Regions from separate parts of the Mus musculus genome. Here all the other regions are linked to region 1. The links are chromatin contacts, called in public HiChIP or PLAC-seq and promoter capture Hi-C maps. All regions are on one chromosome and are shown on one strand. Each heading gives the region's core, a stretch centred on a gene start, on an enhancer-like site or on the middle of the called end of the contact. The rest is flanking DNA. Distances are from core to core; before and after follow the strand shown. Region 1 holds the start of Fdps (farnesyl diphosphate synthetase). Region 2 holds the start of Hax1 (HCLS1 associated X-1). Region 3 holds the start of Il6ra (interleukin 6 receptor, alpha). Region 4 holds the start of Lmna (lamin A). Region 5 holds the start of Mex3a (mex3 RNA binding family member A). Region 6 holds the start of Ubqln4 (ubiquilin 4).

What was found. Promoter capture Hi-C pulls out the DNA fragments that hold promoters and counts their contacts. HiChIP or PLAC-seq counts read pairs in DNA pulled down with a chosen protein or histone mark.
Region 2: a contact with region 1 is called in a promoter capture Hi-C map of pre-B cells, with 3 times the contacts expected there. The contact joins the promoter of Hax1 here to the promoter of Fdps in region 1. A contact is called at or near these places in 4 of 39 promoter capture datasets (cranial neural crest, liver and pre-B cells), 2 of 115 datasets of contacts at active chromatin or transcription factors (astrocytes and embryonic forebrain) and 2 of 9 other capture datasets (adipose tissue and liver).
Region 3: a contact with region 1 is called in a FOXA1 HiChIP or PLAC-seq map of pancreatic cancer cells. The contact joins the promoter of Il6ra here to the promoter of Fdps in region 1. A contact is called at or near these places in 2 of 39 promoter capture datasets (hippocampal neurons and pre-B cells), 4 of 115 datasets of contacts at active chromatin or transcription factors (astrocytes, embryonic forebrain, embryonic midbrain and 1 more) and 1 of 9 other capture datasets (adipose tissue).
Region 4: a contact with region 1 is called in an HNF4G HiChIP or PLAC-seq map of pancreatic cancer cells. The contact joins the promoter of Lmna here to the promoter of Fdps in region 1. A contact is called at or near these places in 2 of 39 promoter capture datasets (cranial neural crest and liver) and 2 of 115 datasets of contacts at active chromatin or transcription factors (astrocytes and pancreatic cancer cells).
Region 5: an H3K4me3 HiChIP or PLAC-seq map of the SCID.adh cell line shows a contact between it and region 1, with 10 read pairs. The contact joins the promoter of Mex3a here to the promoter of Fdps in region 1. A contact is called at or near these places in 5 of 39 promoter capture datasets (cranial neural crest, frontonasal cranial neural crest, hippocampal neurons and 2 more), 1 of 484 Hi-C or Micro-C datasets (embryonic stem cells), 5 of 115 datasets of contacts at active chromatin or transcription factors (the SCID.adh cell line, embryonic hindbrain, embryonic stem cells and 1 more) and 2 of 9 other capture datasets (adipose tissue and liver).
Region 6: an H3K27ac HiChIP or PLAC-seq map of extraembryonic endoderm stem cells shows a contact between it and region 1, with 3 times the contacts expected there. The contact joins the promoter of Ubqln4 here to the promoter of Fdps in region 1. A contact is called at or near these places in 6 of 39 promoter capture datasets (cranial neural crest, erythroid cells, hippocampal neurons and 3 more), 1 of 484 Hi-C or Micro-C datasets (embryonic stem cells), 7 of 115 datasets of contacts at active chromatin or transcription factors (astrocytes, bone marrow-derived macrophages, cardiomyocytes and 4 more) and 3 of 9 other capture datasets (adipose tissue, liver and pancreatic islet).

The regions. Positions count from the first base shown.
Region 1 is chr3:89,100,600-89,103,288 of GRCm38.p6, reverse strand. It overlaps Fdps (farnesyl diphosphate synthetase), which reads left to right and starts at 1,322. Exons shown (of 10, transcript NM_134469.4): 1 at 1,322-1,427; 2 at 2,458-2,620. The coding sequence starts at 2,480.
Region 2 is chr3:89,997,352-90,000,040 of GRCm38.p6, reverse strand. It overlaps Hax1 (HCLS1 associated X-1), which reads left to right and starts at 1,325. Exons shown (of 7, transcript NM_011826.4): 1 at 1,325-1,513; 2 at 2,038-2,303; 3 at 2,467-2,654. The coding sequence starts at 1,461. Gm19710 (predicted gene, 19710) reads right to left here and starts at 1,281. Exons shown (of 4, transcript NR_045749.1): 1 at 1,120-1,281; 2 at 744-896. It also overlaps a transcript of Ubap2l not described here.
Region 3 is chr3:89,911,862-89,914,550 of GRCm38.p6, reverse strand. It overlaps Il6ra (interleukin 6 receptor, alpha), which reads left to right and starts at 1,355. Exons shown (of 10, transcript NM_001310676.1): 1 at 1,355-1,596. The coding sequence starts at 1,512.
Region 4 is chr3:88,501,991-88,504,679 of GRCm38.p6, reverse strand. Lmna (lamin A) reads left to right here and starts at 1,328. Exons shown (of 12, transcript NM_001002011.3): 1 at 1,328-1,932. The coding sequence starts at 1,577.
Region 5 is chr3:88,530,633-88,533,321 of GRCm38.p6, reverse strand. Mex3a (mex3 RNA binding family member A) reads right to left here and starts at 1,376. Exons shown (of 2, transcript NM_001029890.3): 1 at 474-1,376. The coding sequence starts at 927. It overlaps Gm38618 (a long non-coding RNA gene), which reads left to right and starts at 1,442. Exons shown (of 2, transcript XR_867447.3): 1 at 1,442-1,965.
Region 6 is chr3:88,552,370-88,555,058 of GRCm38.p6, reverse strand. Ubqln4 (ubiquilin 4) reads right to left here and starts at 1,343. Exons shown (of 11, transcript NM_033526.2): 1 at 1,147-1,343. The coding sequence starts at 1,254. Lamtor2 (late endosomal/lysosomal adaptor, MAPK and MTOR activator 2) reads left to right here and starts at 2,108. Exons shown (of 4, transcript NM_031248.4): 1 at 2,108-2,263; 2 at 2,542-2,689. The coding sequence starts at 2,196.

The DNA of each region.
Region 1 (2,689 bases), core at 73-2,572:
TACCCTGGCTTGTCTGTTTCTTATGTTGTTACTGTCCAAAGGAGCTCTAAAGAAAACTCCATTTCCTCAAATTCTGACCAAAACTAGCATTCGTTAGGAACTTGTGAAACCGGTTCCCCTTTACCAAAGGGGTTACCCTTACATGGGCAGCAGAAGGGACAAAAATTATGCCGGCCTCCAGGCTCCCCCAGTATATCCAGGCTCTCACAGTATATCACATGTTCCTGGCTCTTCTCAGCTCCCCCATTATCCTAAACGTCTCTATCTCAGGAGCTTCTCTTCCCTCACTTCACATTCTTATAACCTCGGCTATGCTGTTTTGGCCCTCCCTTAAGCTCCCTACCTTCTCTTATGCATGGTCTAGTCCCCTCTGCGAGCCATGTTCAATCTACTATTTTCTCACTCTGTGAGTTGAAGTTTAGCCAGGTCTACAGTGAGAGTTCCAGGACAGCCAGGGCTACATGGAGAAACCTTGCAGAATAAACCAATGTGTAAAGTTTATCTTGTCTAGACCCTTCAACCTTTTAGTCCGGAGTGGTAGTGGTCTCTTTCTTTGGGACAATGAAACTTATTTCTAATACTTCAAGGACAAGTCCATTAATGTCTGAGGTGGTTTGTAGTTTCAGGTCTCTTTTCTGATCGCGATGGGGTTTGGGGTGGAGTAAAAAGGAGTCAACGTGGTGGGCTGGCAAACTGTGAGGCCGAAAGTTCTAACATCTGCTTTGAGTTTTTACCTTTTTGCTTCAAGGGCGCCAAAGTACCTGGGGGAAAGGTGTTGTTTTCTCTCATATAGTCATATAGTCTTCCAAGTAGCCTAAAACTCATTACACGACCCATATTGGTTTTAACTCTTTTTTTTTTTTTTCCCTCCAGCCCCACCCCATGGCTTTAACTCTTGATCTTATTGCCTCACCCCTTCTAAGGGCTGGAAAAATGAGCGACTTCACCTAACTAGAATCAAAGATGTAAGAAGTGATTTGCTAGAGTTGGAAATAGGAAGCTGCAAGGCTGGTTATTCCGGGATCTTAGAAACACTGTCAACCAGAAGCACTGGAAGAACTATAGCTAGGAATTAGATAGCCAATTTCCCAGGCTTTCGGTATGGGTGTACCGACACCGCCGACCGCCTAGTGGGCTGATGGTCCGCGCGCCACCCTTTCATTGGCCAGCCGTCACAAGGCCCATGCTCACACGAGGTAATTTAGCCAATCAGCGAACTAGGCCACACCCACCCTGAGACACAAGTCTGAGTTTCTTGCCGCCTAGTCCGTGGCATGCCGGGAGTCGTAGTTTTATATTTATGTTCTGCCTCCTGAGCCTGGAGACTGGGAACTACAACTCCCAGAGTGCTGAGCGGATGCACGCTCAGCTTTTAGGTGTAAGCCGCAAACATCTTGGACCCCGGGAGAATCCGCGTTGAAGAACAGGTGAGAGCTATTGTTGGGGCTGGAGCTGAGGTTTACCCGTGTCTCGGATCGGGTGAAGCTCCGAGGCACTAAAGGACCAGTCCGTGTTGGAGTTACGGGGCTTGGGGTCGGTGGGCCAGAATGAACGGTTTGCTTGTGCCTTCGTGAATTTCTAAACGCTGGCGTCTTCCTCAAGTCTTCCGTACGCCAGGCCTTTAGTTTACTCTTGTGAGTCCTCCCACGCCCACCTGTTGCTCGGAGGCCGGCTGCGGTTAGCACCAGTGCCGGGACAGATGACAAGCGCACAGCACCTTCGGCTCCAGTCCCCTCATTGGGACTATCTAAGAGCTTCCCTCTCTTTCCCCTACATCCGGACTCCTGGGTTCCAGCTTTGGCTCTTCGTCAGCTCAGCTCTCTTACATTCACTGAACCTCAGTTCGGTGTCTCCATTAACATTGTGACTTAAGGACCTTGCATCCCGTAATTCCCGTAATACAATGTTCCGAATTGTAGTGAACGCAACCTTGGAAGTAGAAAGTGTTCAGTTTTAGCCATTTTCGGTTTAAGTGAAGATCTATTGGATCTCAGTCACTCCGACAAACTTTTCATTTCCTGTGTGTTTTTTATGTAATTCTTGAGTTTAGAAGCGGGGTGGGGCGTTCTAATGCAGGAGGTAACAAGCTTGGCTTGGGGGATACCTTAGGTAACTGCTACCAAGCATCTGCCTTCGGTGCTTGCTCCTGCAGGGAGTGCTTGGTGCCCCCACCCCCATGCACACCCAGGATGCCCCTGTCCTGCTGGCTGAGATCTCTGGGGGTCTTCCTGCTGCCAGCCCCCTGCTGGGCACCCCGGGAGAGGTGGCTTGGTTTCCTACAACGACCCTCCCTGGCATATGGGTGTCCAGTCCTGGGGGCCTGGCACAGTGCCCGCTGGTGGTGCCAAGTGTGGACAGAGGAGCCTCGGTGAGTGTGGTTGGGGTGTGGGGCTTCGGGGAGGGAAGCACCCGAGCCACCCTCTCATTTGTTTGTGTGTGTGTTTTTTTTTCCCTCAGAGCATTTAGCTCCTCTGTCAGAATGAATGGGAACCAGAAATTGGATGCTTATAACCAAGAAAAGCAGAATTTCATCCAGCACTTCTCCCAGATCGTCAAGGTGCTGACTGAGAAGGAGCTGGGACACCCAGAGATAGGGGATGCTATTGCCCGGCTCAAGGAGGTGAGGCATTCAGGACTGAAGAAGCTGGTAGAGGTGTGGATTCATGAGGGGTTTCGATAAGAGCGAAGT
Region 2 (2,689 bases), core at 76-2,575, 900 kb before region 1:
AACTGCCTCATCTACAGCACGTTTCAGGAAGTGAAAGGGGAAGGAGCTAAGGACATTTAGAAGGCAAAGGACCTTGTGGGAATCTAAGCATGGTTTTAAAGGATTCTGAAGTCTCAAGCCAGCATTAGCTGCTGGCCGGCAGAACTCAATCTTGGGGTCTTTTTCTCTTTGGAGGAGTATAGTAGTTCTTGTTCTCTGAGTTATGTTTTTGAGACAGTCTCACTATGTAACCCTGACTGGCCTGGAGCTTGGTGTGGAGACCAGGTTGGTCTCACATTCAGAGATCTGCCTGCTTCTACCTCTTGAGTGCTAAGGTTAAAGGTTGTCAGCACTACACCCTGCCTTGCCTATTTTATGTGGCTTTGAAATGCCTACATTTTGGGAAAAGAATGGATGATCTTAGAGCAAGACCTGGGGTGGGGGCATGGTGCAGTAAAAGGTTTTTGGACTTCAATTACGTGAAAGAGAAGTTTCATTTTTCTTTGTAAGAGCCATATTGCCAGGGACTCGAGATCCTGTTTCAGCCTTCCAAAACTGCAAATATCCTCTGTGCTGAGGAGGTGAGGGAGGTCTGTTTATTTTGAGTCAGAGTCTCACTCTGTAGCCGACTTGCCTGAAACTCAGTGAGGAGCAGGCTGGCCTTATACCTCCCGAGTGGATTAAAACACCATCAAATTTCATTACGGCATGGTTTTCCCAAGACACAAGTAGCTTCTCGTTCCTGCCTAGTCTACAAATCTTACCTTGTTAGTTGGCCATCTGTTTAGTTTTTTAAAAGCAGCGTGTGGTGGTAACCGCCTTAAATCCCAGCATCTGGGAGGCATTAGGCAGGCGGGTTTGTAAGCCCCTTTGGTCTACAATCAGTTCCAGGACAGTCTGAACACCACACAGAAACCCTGTATCGAAAAAAACAAGCTTAAAAACTCCCTACTAGCTGAAGAGATTCCTAGCATCTTTATTCAGCAGTAGGGAAATCGCGGTTTAAGGAACTAGGTAACTTCGCCTAGCCTAGTATTAGACGTCACCGACATCAGTCTAAAACAAAACACAAGGTGGGGGGTGTTTTCTGATCCTGGGGTGAAGCAGGCCTCTGAACAGGCCACTCCCTCTGGCGGCTACCTGGGACCCTCCAGAGAGAAACGGAAACCCCCCTCGGGGGCCTGGCAGATCAGCAGGAGAAAGAATCTCCTAGAAGGGACGTGATCTTGAACTGGGAATTTCGCACGTCCACCCTCACTCAAAACTGAAAGGTAGCGTATAGAAGCTTCGTGTCTGAGGAGCACGGTCAGCCCCGCCTCTTCCTCCGGCTTACGACTTTTACGACAACGCCGCACCGTAGGGTTGCTTTCCGGCAGCGAACGCTGAGCCCTGGCTATATCCGACAGGGTAGCGTAAGCTGGTCGTGGTCTCGTGTTGCCCATGGGCTGCAGAGCTTCAAAGTTTCTAGTGCCCCTACTGGAATGAGCGTCTTTGATCTTTTCCGAGGCTTTTTCGGCTTTCCTGGACCTCGGAGGTGAGAATAGTTCTGGGCTGGATATACGGGAGGGGTGTTTTGGTGGACACTTGACCCCTTCATCATATTTTTGGAAAGCTTCCTTTCCCGCCCCCTTCAACTCCTGCTGAGAGGTCAAAGATCGCATTCTTGAGTACTCACCCCGCCACAGTAATCAAAGCAGTGGTTAAGAGGACAGAAACGGCAGCTTTCTCCAGACCTGGGTGATGCAACAGGGACCTGGGCGGAGAAAACAATGGGGGTCTGGGGAAGAGGACCATGAGCAAGTAATTGGGCGATTAGTAGTAGGCTGGATGACCCTGAAGAAAAACCATGGGTCGTCTGGCAGCTGTTGGGAGGTGCGGAGAGGCTCTGTTTAGAAACAATACAAAACCCTAATAGATCCATCAACGTTGTTCTGAAACCAGATCTCCTGTGTTTTCAGCTGCCCAGACCCCTCTTTGGCCCAGTTTGCTGCCCTTGTGTTGATTTTTATGGCTTAGACAGTGTTGAAGTCTTCGTGGCTTATTTGCCTTCACTCTCAGCCACAGAGATCCTTTTTTTGGAGGGATGACTCGAGATGATGACGACGATGATGATGATGATGACGAAGCGGAGGAAGACAGAGGCGCGTGGGGTCGAGAGAGCTATGCGTTTGATGGTTCTCAGCCTCCAGAGGAATTCGGTTTCAGCTTCAGCCCCAGGGGAGGGATGCGATTCCACGGCAACTTTGGCTTTGATGATCTAGTACGAGATTTTAATAGCATCTTCAGCGAGATGGGGGCCTGGACCTTGCCTTCCCACTCTCCTGGTGTGTGAATTTCCCTGAGGGAGACCCTATGGGTTTCTAGTGGGTTAGTGATGAATAACAGAACTTGCAGAGTAGTTGGGATAGTCTACAGAAATTGATTTTTAAAAGACTTAAAATGTTTAAGGCCTTTCCTATCCCAGAATCACCTACCAACTTTCTACAGAACTTCCAGGTCCTGAGTCAGAAACACCTGGTGAGAGACTGCGGGAGGGGCAGACACTACGAGACTCAATGCTTAAGTACCCAGATAGTCACCAACCCAGGATCTTTGAGGGGGTCTTGGAGAGTCATGCAAAACCTGAATCCCCAAAACCAGCTCCAGATTGGGGGTCGCAGGGACCTTTTCATAGGGTGAGTACTCTCTGCACCTGAACTGTAAGCCCTTG
Region 3 (2,689 bases), core at 106-2,605, 810 kb before region 1:
CCACAGGGAGAGAGAACAACCATGCCTTTCTCTCCGACTTATAGCGTGGCTGAGGAAGTGCCATCAAAACCAATCCCATTGTCCTGGGTACAGGTTTGGTTCTGACATCCACAGAGAGCGGTGGATGCCTAGGTCTGAGGCCAGCATGTTGCTTAAATAAGGTCATGTCTTATTTAGGGGTTCAGCCAGCACACACACATTCCAGTTGCCCCATGGACTCTAATCAGCTGAACCCTGAAATGGAAGAATACATTAAAACATACTGGTGTAGGTCCAGGGCTCCCCATCTACATTTTCTTTTCTTTCTTTTTTTTTTCTTATCCCTTCCCTTCTCCCTCTTGCTCCGGCCCGGCTCGCTCAGGCCCATAGGTTTTATTTGTTTCTCATTACAGATGGTTGTGAGCTACCATGTTGCTGGGATTTGAACTCATGATCTCCGGAAGTCAGTCAGTGCGTTTAACCGCTGAGCCATCTCACCAGCCCTAAATTTTCTTTTCAGTGTGTTTCTTTCCCTCTGCATTTGCATGGGAAGCTGCCCTGTAGCTTCAAGCTCTGTAGCTTGGAAGGGAACCTTGGTGGAGTCTGGTAAATAGCAAACGCCGGTTCCTTTGTGTCCAGTCAAGTCATGATGGGTAATCAAAGCCCTACTCCTTGTTGAGCAGTTAGGCTCCAGGTACATCGACAGTGTTTCCAGGAATCTTTATCATGGGCTTAAAAATACATCTCTAATAGGTGAGAAAACTGAGACTTCCGGATCGGGATAGCAATCTTGAGGAGGGTAACACATGTGTCTCTGGGCCAGACTCAAAAGCGCACACTGGTTTCGTTGCCTCTGCAGTAGCCTTCAAAGAGCTGCTCCTCCACTGGAAGATGAGAGGAAATCTTTTTCTCAGGTTATGGACGCCTAAGTTTTCCTTCAGACCAATTAAATCACAATCTCTGGGCTCGAAGCAGACATCGGTGTCTTTTCGGATTCCCTGTTTGATTCCCGTAAGCACCCAGGACACTGACCTGCCTTCTACTTTAACAGCCAGAGCCACTGGCTGGCGCTCATGAAAGCAAAACTCAAGCGGAGGCGCGGATGGAAGGAAGGAGGGGGATATTTCTCCTTATCTCAGCGTCAAAACCTGGGGAGGGGCCCTGGTGGGGGTCCCTGGGGGCTCAGGTGTGGCGCGGCTGCAGGAAGTAACCCCCTCCGGTGGCCCGGAGCGCTGGCCGATTGCGCCATCCTACTGGGCTTTCGTAACCGCGAGCCGGGGCTGCCAAGAGGAGCTTCAGCACCGGTTCCTCAAATGTTTCACTGTTGCCAGGACGGCCGGCTGCTGTGTGTCACGTGCATGTGGGAAGTCGCGCCCACACCGATCTGAGCCACGCCGGGGCGAGCGCTCGCAGTGCGAGCTGAGTGTGGAGCCCGAGGCCGAGGGCGACTGCTCTCGCTGCCCCAGTCTGCCGGCCGCCCGGCCCCGGCTGCGGAGCCGCTCTGCCGCCCGCCGTCCCGCGTAGAAGGAAGCATGCTGACCGTCGGCTGCACGCTGTTGGTCGCCCTGCTGGCCGCGCCCGCGGTCGCGCTGGTCCTCGGGAGCTGCCGCGCGCTGGGTAAGAGGAACCCGGAGCGGGCGTGGGGAATGTGACACTGTCTGGTTCCGTTCGCAGAGTGAGCCCCGCCGGTACCGGCTGCTAGCCTGGGCTGACTCACCTGTGCTGACGCGGTGGAGGTTCGCGCGCCCCCTGTTGCGTCTAGCGCCTATAACTGCGTGCTCCTGTCTGTGTCTGGCCAGTTACCTCAAGTCTGAGTACAGGACAGTGTGTTTTCCTGAAACCTGACTCTGGTGTCTGGTTCCCAGTGTTCCCAGTCTTACTCAACTGCATCCCGGGTCGCTCCAAAAAGAGATACCCAGAGGGCGCGCCCTAGTGGAACAGTAGTAGTCCCTTCTGGAGAGTCCTTTATGCCACTGGCTCTCTCTGCTTTAGTTGTGGCACCTCGCGTGGCTTTCCTTAGTTCTACTACATTCCATGTCGTGTGTAATGACAGTGACCCGACGGTGAAGGGTCTGACATCATGGGCTCTGAGTCATGGGTGTTCCCGCCTCACAAACTTACTCCTTTAGCCAACTAGCCCTAGCATGCAGAATGCCAACACCCACATCCATCCCAATCCTGTGAGTTTGACAGCAAAGGATGTGGGACCTCTTGGAACTGTGCCTCCGCCCCCTGCCCCAGCCCTCCCTGATTAGCAGGTGGACCAGGCGGAGGGTAGGGTAGGGGCACTGTGTTTACCTTCCTTGCACTCTGCCTTGTAGGTCTAGGCCTCTCTGTGGGCTCTGGCTTCAGGCCCAGCAGCCTGCCTGGTCTCTTCTGGAGGAACTGGGAGACTGCTTCTCTACAGGTTATTTTAGGGGCTGAGGGCTTATTCAACAACATAGAAAGAGCCAAAGGACATGGGGGAGATTTATCCTGTGCTGGTCGTGGGGACAGTGGCTTCCAGGCTTTCTTTCTGCCTGGAAGGTAGAATTCCTCAAGCTTGGTTTGTTACCCCTACCTATATTTTCTTTATATATATATATATAAAGAAAATATATATATATATTAGACAGGCTCTCCCATAACCCAGGCTGGCCTCAAACTTGTGCCTCTTCTGCCTCTATCTCTTGAGTGCTGGGATTTCAGGTATTAACCCACCCTGTATTTT
Region 4 (2,689 bases), core at 79-2,578, 600 kb after region 1:
AAAAAAAAAACAAAAAAAAACAAAAAAAGCAGCAGCAACAACAAAATCTCTTAAGAGTCCCAACTCAAGCCCACTGCCTGGACCTGCAGGAACTGCAAGCTAATCAGCAATGGACAGGGGAAAGCACATGGCAAAAGGGGAAGGAACATGGCAGAAGGGGATGCCAGGGCCAGTAAGGCTTAGGCTAGGGTTACAGGAGAGGATTAGACAGCTGATCGGGAGTCTTTGATGGAGGCTGGAGACCCCGGGACATGGAACCAGGGGACCAGGTTACTGTATTGGGAGATCATCTAGTCAGGGCCCACCCAGAACTGGCTAGACAGGCATGCAGTGGCTGAGGAGGGGGTAGCTTTGCTGTTCTTGCTCACACCGTTTAAGATGGAACCAGGATGGAGACCCTGCATTAACAACCCTCTGACCCCGTTCCTCTTTTCAGGCCCTTCTCGAAGCCACAAAAATCTGGAACCTGGTGTCCTGGCCATGTGCTGAATGCACGCACAGCACAGCTCTGGTATCTGTTTTAAATTATCCATTAAAATAAGTACAGTCCTGGAAAAAAATAAGTACAGTCTTGGATTTGGTTGGGTGGAGTGAGCTGAAGAAAGGGGCTGAAACGAGGGATTTCAGCAGCCCCTTTTTCCAGCTGTCTAGGTCCAAATGAAAGGGGAGGGGGGAGTGGGCGGGGCCAACTTCTGGCTTCTATTCTTGGCCTTCTCTTGGGGACTGAGGCTTATTTCTTAGATCTAAAACCCAATGTTTGGTTTTAAAGCCAAAAATATAAGGGAAGTGCATAGGTTTGGGTTTTGTTTTTTGTTTTTTCCCGAGGTCCTTGATCTTTGCCCCCAAATTTGAGGGCATAAAGTAATCCCTCAGTTACCTAAAAACACAGCCATTCCTTTGCCATTCCACTCTCCTGGATTGGCCGCTTCTGTGCGCGGGGGAGAGGTGACTCACTATTACTACTGAGGAAAGGGGAGCCAGTGGTGGAAGTGGGGTGAGTCACTGATGGGCAGCAGCTTCAGCCCTCCCCCCAACTTCCTTGGCTCTCTGGGGATGCCTGATCCTCTCCCTCACTTTGCACCTACTTCCCCTGGTCCCTCACCACTACCCTTTGCCCACCCACTCAAATTCTTTGGCTCTGCTCTTTACTCCAGAAGGCCAAAGGCAAGCTTAGAGTTGAGTAGGCAGGAACCAACATTGTGAAGCCCCAGGCCAGAAAGGGGTGTTCTGCAGAGTGAGGGTTGGCATGCTGGCTCCTCCTCACCATACCTGCCCCCGCCCCTTTGGGTACAGGATGGCTCCTTTAAGAGCAGTGGATCCACCCCCTGTAGAGGAGGGCCTATTAGAGCCTCTGCCTGGCTGTCAGTGACTCAGTGTTCGCGGGAACGCTGCCTCAGCCTCAACACCAGCCAACCCAGATCCCGAGGTGCGCCAGCGCCCAGCCCAGATCTCCACGCCTGCCAGGAGCGAGCTTCGCCGGCTCGCTGTCCCCCTGAGCAGCCTCTGTCCTTCTGTCCAAGTCCCGCGCCCTTCTCGGGACCCCTGCCCAGCGGGCAGCACTGTCACCCTGCCGGCCATGGAGACCCCGTCACAGCGGCGCGCCACCCGCAGTGGGGCGCAGGCCAGCTCTACCCCACTGTCGCCCACTCGGATCACCCGGCTGCAGGAGAAGGAGGACCTGCAGGAGCTCAATGACCGCCTGGCCGTGTACATCGATCGCGTGCGTTCCCTGGAGACCGAGAACGCGGGGCTGCGCCTTCGCATCACTGAGTCTGAAGAGGTGGTCAGCCGAGAGGTGTCCGGCATCAAGGCGGCCTACGAGGCCGAGCTGGGGGATGCCCGCAAGACCCTTGATTCTGTGGCCAAGGAGCGCGCCCGCCTCCAGCTAGAGCTGAGCAAAGTGCGTGAGGAGTTCAAGGAGCTGAAGGCTCGGTGAGTGAGGCCCGGCCGGCCGGCACCAGGGAGGCAGCAGTCGCCTGTAACTGGCCATCTAGTCCCCTCCCTCCCCGGAACTGCCTCCCGCGGGTGACTGGCAGTGCCAAGGGTAATAGACATGATAGGACATAGAAGGGAGGGGGTCTCTGTGAGAGGGTGGGGGATATAAAGAGTGGTGGGGGCATTGAGACCAAGTAGCGTTGGTGACAGGGCCTATGCTGTCAAGGTGGGATTTTTCAGTCATTTGGAGCTTGGGGGATGGGCTTGAGGAAGGTAGAACAGGCTCTACCAGGTCTTGGAACTCCCGAACGCCGCCCGGGACACATCAGAATGGGTGAAAGGGTTTTATTAGAACTTTCTTGGTAGGTTTGGCACTTTGCCAATCTTGCCCAACGTGGCTCTGAACACATGATGTCCACTAAGACATAGCGCCCACACTGACATTTGTCCAGTGGTACTGTAATGGAGTTACCAAGGCTGCATAGCCCCTTTCTCCCATGGCTGTGTAAGCACGGCCTTCTCCTGGTTCTTTCTAGGAGCTGAGAATGTCTGGAGCTTTTCCTAGACTCTCAGGCCCACCAGAAGCACACCAGGAGATCTGCTCCCCCGCAGCTCCCACAGCCCTTGGCCTCCCTGGTCGAGGAATGCAAGGGAGGGTGGGGAGGGAGACCGGGCACAGAAGCTAATGGCTCTGGAAATTCTGTTATGCCTGAGTCGGGGACACCCCAGTCTGGGCCCTCTCTGTTTGGTGACT
Region 5 (2,689 bases), core at 127-2,626, 570 kb after region 1:
AGCCCAACAAAGAGGCAGCTCTTCAGTCGGGCTTCGTGGACTAGGTCTCCCTCAGAGTCCCCAACTCCAACAGCAGAAGGTCCCAGGAGTGCCCCCTCCCCAGTATACAAGCAGAAACTAGAGTAGGGGCTCCCAAGTAATTGCACATTCCGTCAGTCCTTCCAGCCAGGAGCCGACACCCCCTCCGCACAGACCCTGGGATTGGGAGGCAGCTCCCCCTCCCCTTTCCTCTCCCAGTTCCAGGATATTTCTTTGTCTACGGGCGGAGCCCCAGGGGAGGAAGGGTCCCGAGAGTCGTCCCGACTAGGGGTAGCAGGGAACTTTGTGGCACTTGGAATCTGGGCAGGGGGCGGGGCCCCCTTTGTCGGGAAGGGACAGAGCCAGAGGCGCGCAAAGAAGGAAGCGATGAACTTTCCGTGCCGGGGACAGCAAGCCCCCACTCCAACCCTCGCAGTGTCCAGACGCCCGCTTACCTTGCCTGCCCACGATCTCGGCCACGTGCTCGGAGGTGGGCACGGGAACGCACTCCGTGGTGTTGCTGCTGCCCTTCAGTCGCAGCTCGGCCTCTTTGTAGAGCGCGCAGAGCTTGGCGTCGTTCGCCCCTTTGGGGGCGGTGGGGGGCTGGGGCGTCTGCGCCGCGGGGGCCGCGCTCGGGGCGGCCGGGGCCGCCGCGGGCGGCGGCGGCGGGGCCGGCTGCGGGGGGGCGGCCGGCTGCGCGGGGGCGCCGCCCCCCCCACCTCCCCCGTCCTCGCCCGCCGTGGGGGCGGGGGGCTCCCCCAAACCCAGGAGGCAGAGTTGATCAAGAGCCAGCTGAAGGGCGCGCTCGTCTTCCAGCAGCCCTCGGTCCTTAGCGCTTCCCCCGAAACATCCTAGTTCTCCAAAGCCCCCATTTCTTTCCATTATTCCAGATACCACTAGACTAGGCATGGCGAAACAAAAGCTGGGGGAGAGAGGGAGAGAGAGAGGTGGTGGAAGGGAGAAGAGGAGAGAGGAGGGGAGGGGAGAGGAGAGGAGGGGGTGTGTGGGGAGGGGGAACAAAGAGCTGGGGAGGGGGGAAGAAAGCGAGATAGAAAGATAGACCCACCCCTAAGCCCCCCTCCCCAAGCACCCTGTAACCTGACTCCCCTCGCCCCAGCCCCCGGGTGGGGGTGGGGGAAAAGAAGCAAAACCAAGAAAGCAGATCTCCTCTCGCTCCGGGGTGACGGGGTGGGGTGGGGGGCTGCGGGCCCTAGCCCCCACCCCTCCGCCTCGGACCCAGAGTCTCTACCCTCCGCCGAGCAGACGCCCCCTTAGGTTCCCGCACCGAGCCCCAGTCCCGGAGCGTCGCTCAGTGGCCCCCAATAGAGCCCAGCCCCTTCCAGCGCTCAAACTCTTTTGTTTTAAATGAACTGGATGGAGCAGCATGGAACTGACGGGAGGGGGGCGCGCCGGGGGCGCCCGGGGCATGCCGGGAGTTGTAGTTTCCCGCCCTCGGGCGCGGGGAGGAATTCCTCAACCCGGGCAAGAAGGGGATTGCGCCCCTCGGGCTCTGCCCACTGGTCACGGGAAAAGCCTCGGGTGGGTTGGGAGTTGTGGTCCGAGAAATTTTAGGAGCTGGCAGTATGCGGGAAGGGAGCGGGTGTGGAAAGGCGTTTCTCCTCTGCCCGCGGGTCCCGGGCCTCTTTCTTATGGTAATGAGGGCCGGGGCGGAGCGGCCTCGTGGCTGCAGTGCCCTCCCTCCTCCCGCGCGCGATCGCGGAGTCCACGGGCTCGGGCCTCTGGGAGAGAGCTGGTGGAGCAGACAAAGCCCGCGGCCGCTACAGTGGGAGGAGCAGGTCTCTGCGCTGTGTGGGGGCCAGGAAGGGGCGTTCGGTTGGGGGTGGGACCCCCGGTAGAGGATGTGGTTCCCTCTCTTCTCGGAGGTAGCAAGCCCTTCCCCCTCCCCCAGCCCCCCAGTTCCGGGATCTCAGAGGCCACGACTGGGAGGTGAGTTAGTTCGTGCCCCCGTGGTCCGTGCAGTGACCCGGGGAGGATGAGGAGGCGTGGAGGGAGAGGATGGGGGTGGGGGCTGATCCGGGAAGCCAGAAGGGTCCTAGAGGCTTCGTATGGCTTAATTTGGAGCCTTGAACCTTGAGTAACAGGAGTGAGATTGGGGGCCCCTGAGAACCCAGGTTTTTTATTTTTACTTTTTTAGACCTGAGCCTCGAATATAGTGGAGGAAATCTTTTGTCCCTTAGGACGGTCATTTCGCTGTTTCCTTTGCCTCCTTTATAAACCAGTAATTCAGCCCTTTTAACCCTAGAAATATGGCGAAAGAGATCATAAATAAGCTTTTAAGATTTGACTGTTAAGAGGGGAGTTAGAGTGTACTGCATTCTTTTCTCTTTCTTTCTTTTTTACTTCCCCCCTACTCTGTATCTTCTGGTTTTTGTTTTTGTTTTTCTTTCAAGAGAGGGATGGGATCTAAAGGTCTTGTGGTCAGGCTCAAGGAGTCACCTCCCCAAGTTGGATCACAGTAGATGGGTATGCTGGGTGGGTAGGAGTCCCGCCCCTGCCCGAGGGGTTTCCTTTGGGAAATCTGAGCTAGTCTAGAGGAAAAGTTTTGCATGAAGGTAGGGCAGTAGATTGACAATGGGGATGTCAGGAGGCACAGTGAGGCCAAAGGCCAGGAGGGCTGAGCTCAGGCCCGGTCCTTATAAGCTGATTTTTG
Region 6 (2,689 bases), core at 94-2,593, 550 kb after region 1:
CTTTTCAGTCCCAGCTTCCTCATCACTATAACAGATAATCTAGAGTATTATTGAGATCTATTGAGGAATCTAGTGTGTTAGTTACCATCTCTACTTAATTAAATTAATTAAATTTAATTAATTAATTAATTAATTAAGAGACAGGGTCTCTGCATGTAGCTCTTGCTGTCCTGGAACTTTCTATGTAGACCTCGAACTCAGATAGATCCACCTGCTTCTACCTCCCCAGGGCTGGGAATTTAAAGATAAGGATCAGAGAAGAGGTAATGTATCCGGGGATATAGGAACTCAGGTCTGGACATCAATGTCTTCATCAGACACATTCTCAATAAGAGCTGTTTTATAATTCAGCTTTTCCCAGGGGACTTAAAATTCTCTAATGAGAGAGCAGCAGTGGTACCAACGGCTACACTGGGGCGAGTTAAATTTTCTAGATTCTATCAGCTCCTCCAAAACACAACACAACACAACACATATTCTAACTATAAACAGTGCACTTGCTAAGCAAAAGATCCCTCTCTTCCAACCAGATGGCCTATTCTAAGCCCCGCCTATGTGCAATTCTGGAGCAGCTTCAAGCAGTGGGGAACACAGGCAATACTCCCTCACTCATTCTATATTATTTTGTTGAGCACCTACTGCGCTCAGCAAATCCTGTAGAGCAGAAAACTGAACTACACAACCGTTTCGATTTGCGACAAGGAGGCTCTGTGGAGAGAGAGAGAGAGGGAGAGAGAGAGAGAGAGGGCACCACCACCACGCGACACTCCCGGGAGAGCATAGCCGCAGCTCGCTCGGGCCGCACGGTGCCTTAGCGCCTGGAACCTCTACCAGTGACCCTGGAGCACACTCTCCTCAAGCCTAGGCTCCAAATGGAGCCCGCAAGCAAGGTGTCCCTTCCTCAAGCTCCCCCACCACGCCCCCAGCCCGGGTAGCGCGGCCAAACCGGCCCCTACCCGCGCCACGCTCCCCGGACTAGCCCTGGCAGGGCGCCCCCTACCCGCTTCTCCCGCCTGTATGCCCCTGGATTCCGCCCCGGCCGGGGGCCCGTCCCCGGCGCCAGGCCGACCCCGAGGTCTCCCTCTCTGCTCTGACCCCCTCGGTGCGCTGCTCCCGCCCTCCTGTCTCCTCCCAGCCAGATACTACCTCCTTGACCGAGGCTTGATCGCAGATCACGATCTCCTCCTTGTCCTTGGGGGTCTTGACGGTGACCCGAATCTGGGGCCTCGTCTCAGCCCCACTCGGCTCCGCCATGCCGCCGCCCGGCCGCCCGCCAGCCCGTCCGGCTCCTCCTCCTCCTCCTCCCGGCCCGCCCGGCCCGGCCCGACTCCGGGGCCTCCAACTCCCCCTCCCGCCCCTCCCCAAGGCTCCGCCGCCCACTCCGGACAGCCGCAGCCACAGCGCCCCGGGCGGCCTGGGGGAGCACTGCAGCTGGGGCGGCCCAGGCCCGAGCAGGGTGCGCAGCTGGCCCGGGCCGGACAGCGCGGAGGGCGGGAGATTCAGGGCCGCCTGCGGCTCCCTCCTGTTCGGACAAAGGACTTTCGTTGTCGCCGTCTTATCTCCGTTCCCTGGGGTCACTTGGTTTTCTTGAGAGGCCTGGGTTCGTTCCTGGTTCAGGACGTCCTTAAGACCTCTGCGGATTCGAGCAGTCGTGGCCTCCGGGGAACCGCCCCGAGGGAGCCATTAAGGACGGTTTCAGAGACCTGGAGTTTGCCTACGTGGCTTCTCTGAGCCTTGGGAGTAAAAGAGCAAGACCCCACAGAATTGTGACTAGCGTACAATATTGCTTTAAAAAATGGTCAAGGATGTGCCTAACAGATAGATTTATTATTAGATTGCGATTGACCAGTAGGCACGAAGGCGTCCTTCGCGTGGAAGATGTTAAAAGTATTTCCACCGTTGCCACTGTCCTTGCGCTCCCGCTCTCCCCCCCCCCAACTCCACAACCACATGGTCCCACTGGAACGCTGAACTATGGTTCCCAGAATTCCTTGAGCGATCACATGAAACTACGATTCCCAGAGGCCCTCGCGCGGGGCGGGAATTGGGCCAGAGCCTCAGTAGATGGGCCCGGTGACTACAACTCCCAGGCGCCTCGTAGCTGGGCTCCTGGGCCACCGGAAGCGACTGAGGGAGAGCAAGAGGCTGCGACTGTAGGGGTGTGTTGGTGCAGGTCAGGGTTAAGAGACGCAGGCATGCTGCGTCCCAAGGCTTTGACGCAGGTGCTAAGCCAAGCCAACACTGGAGGAGTCCAGAGCACCCTGTGAGTGAACAAGAACCCAAGCAGCGAGCGCTGGAATGGGGCGGCGCGCGGCTGTCTGCAGTAGGGGTAGGGAAGAGCCCTACGCCGGGAGGTGGCTAATGTTGCAAGCTGCAGCTTCGGAAACCCTGCTTGAGGGCTTCCTCGGAAAGGGAAATGGACAGTTGATTAGCGTGTTCCTGGATTCTTGCTTCCTAAAAGCGCCAGTAGCTGGAATTGGGATAGGAACTCAGACCTTTCACTCTTCCTGAGTTTGTTGATATCCTTCCCATTCTTGCCAGGCTGCTGAATAATGAGGGATCGCTGCTGGCCTACTCCGGTTATGGGGACACAGATGCCCGGGTCACTGCGGCCATCGCCAGTAACATCTGGGCCGCGTATGATAGGAACGGGAACCAAGCGTTTAATGAAGACAGTCTCAAATTTATC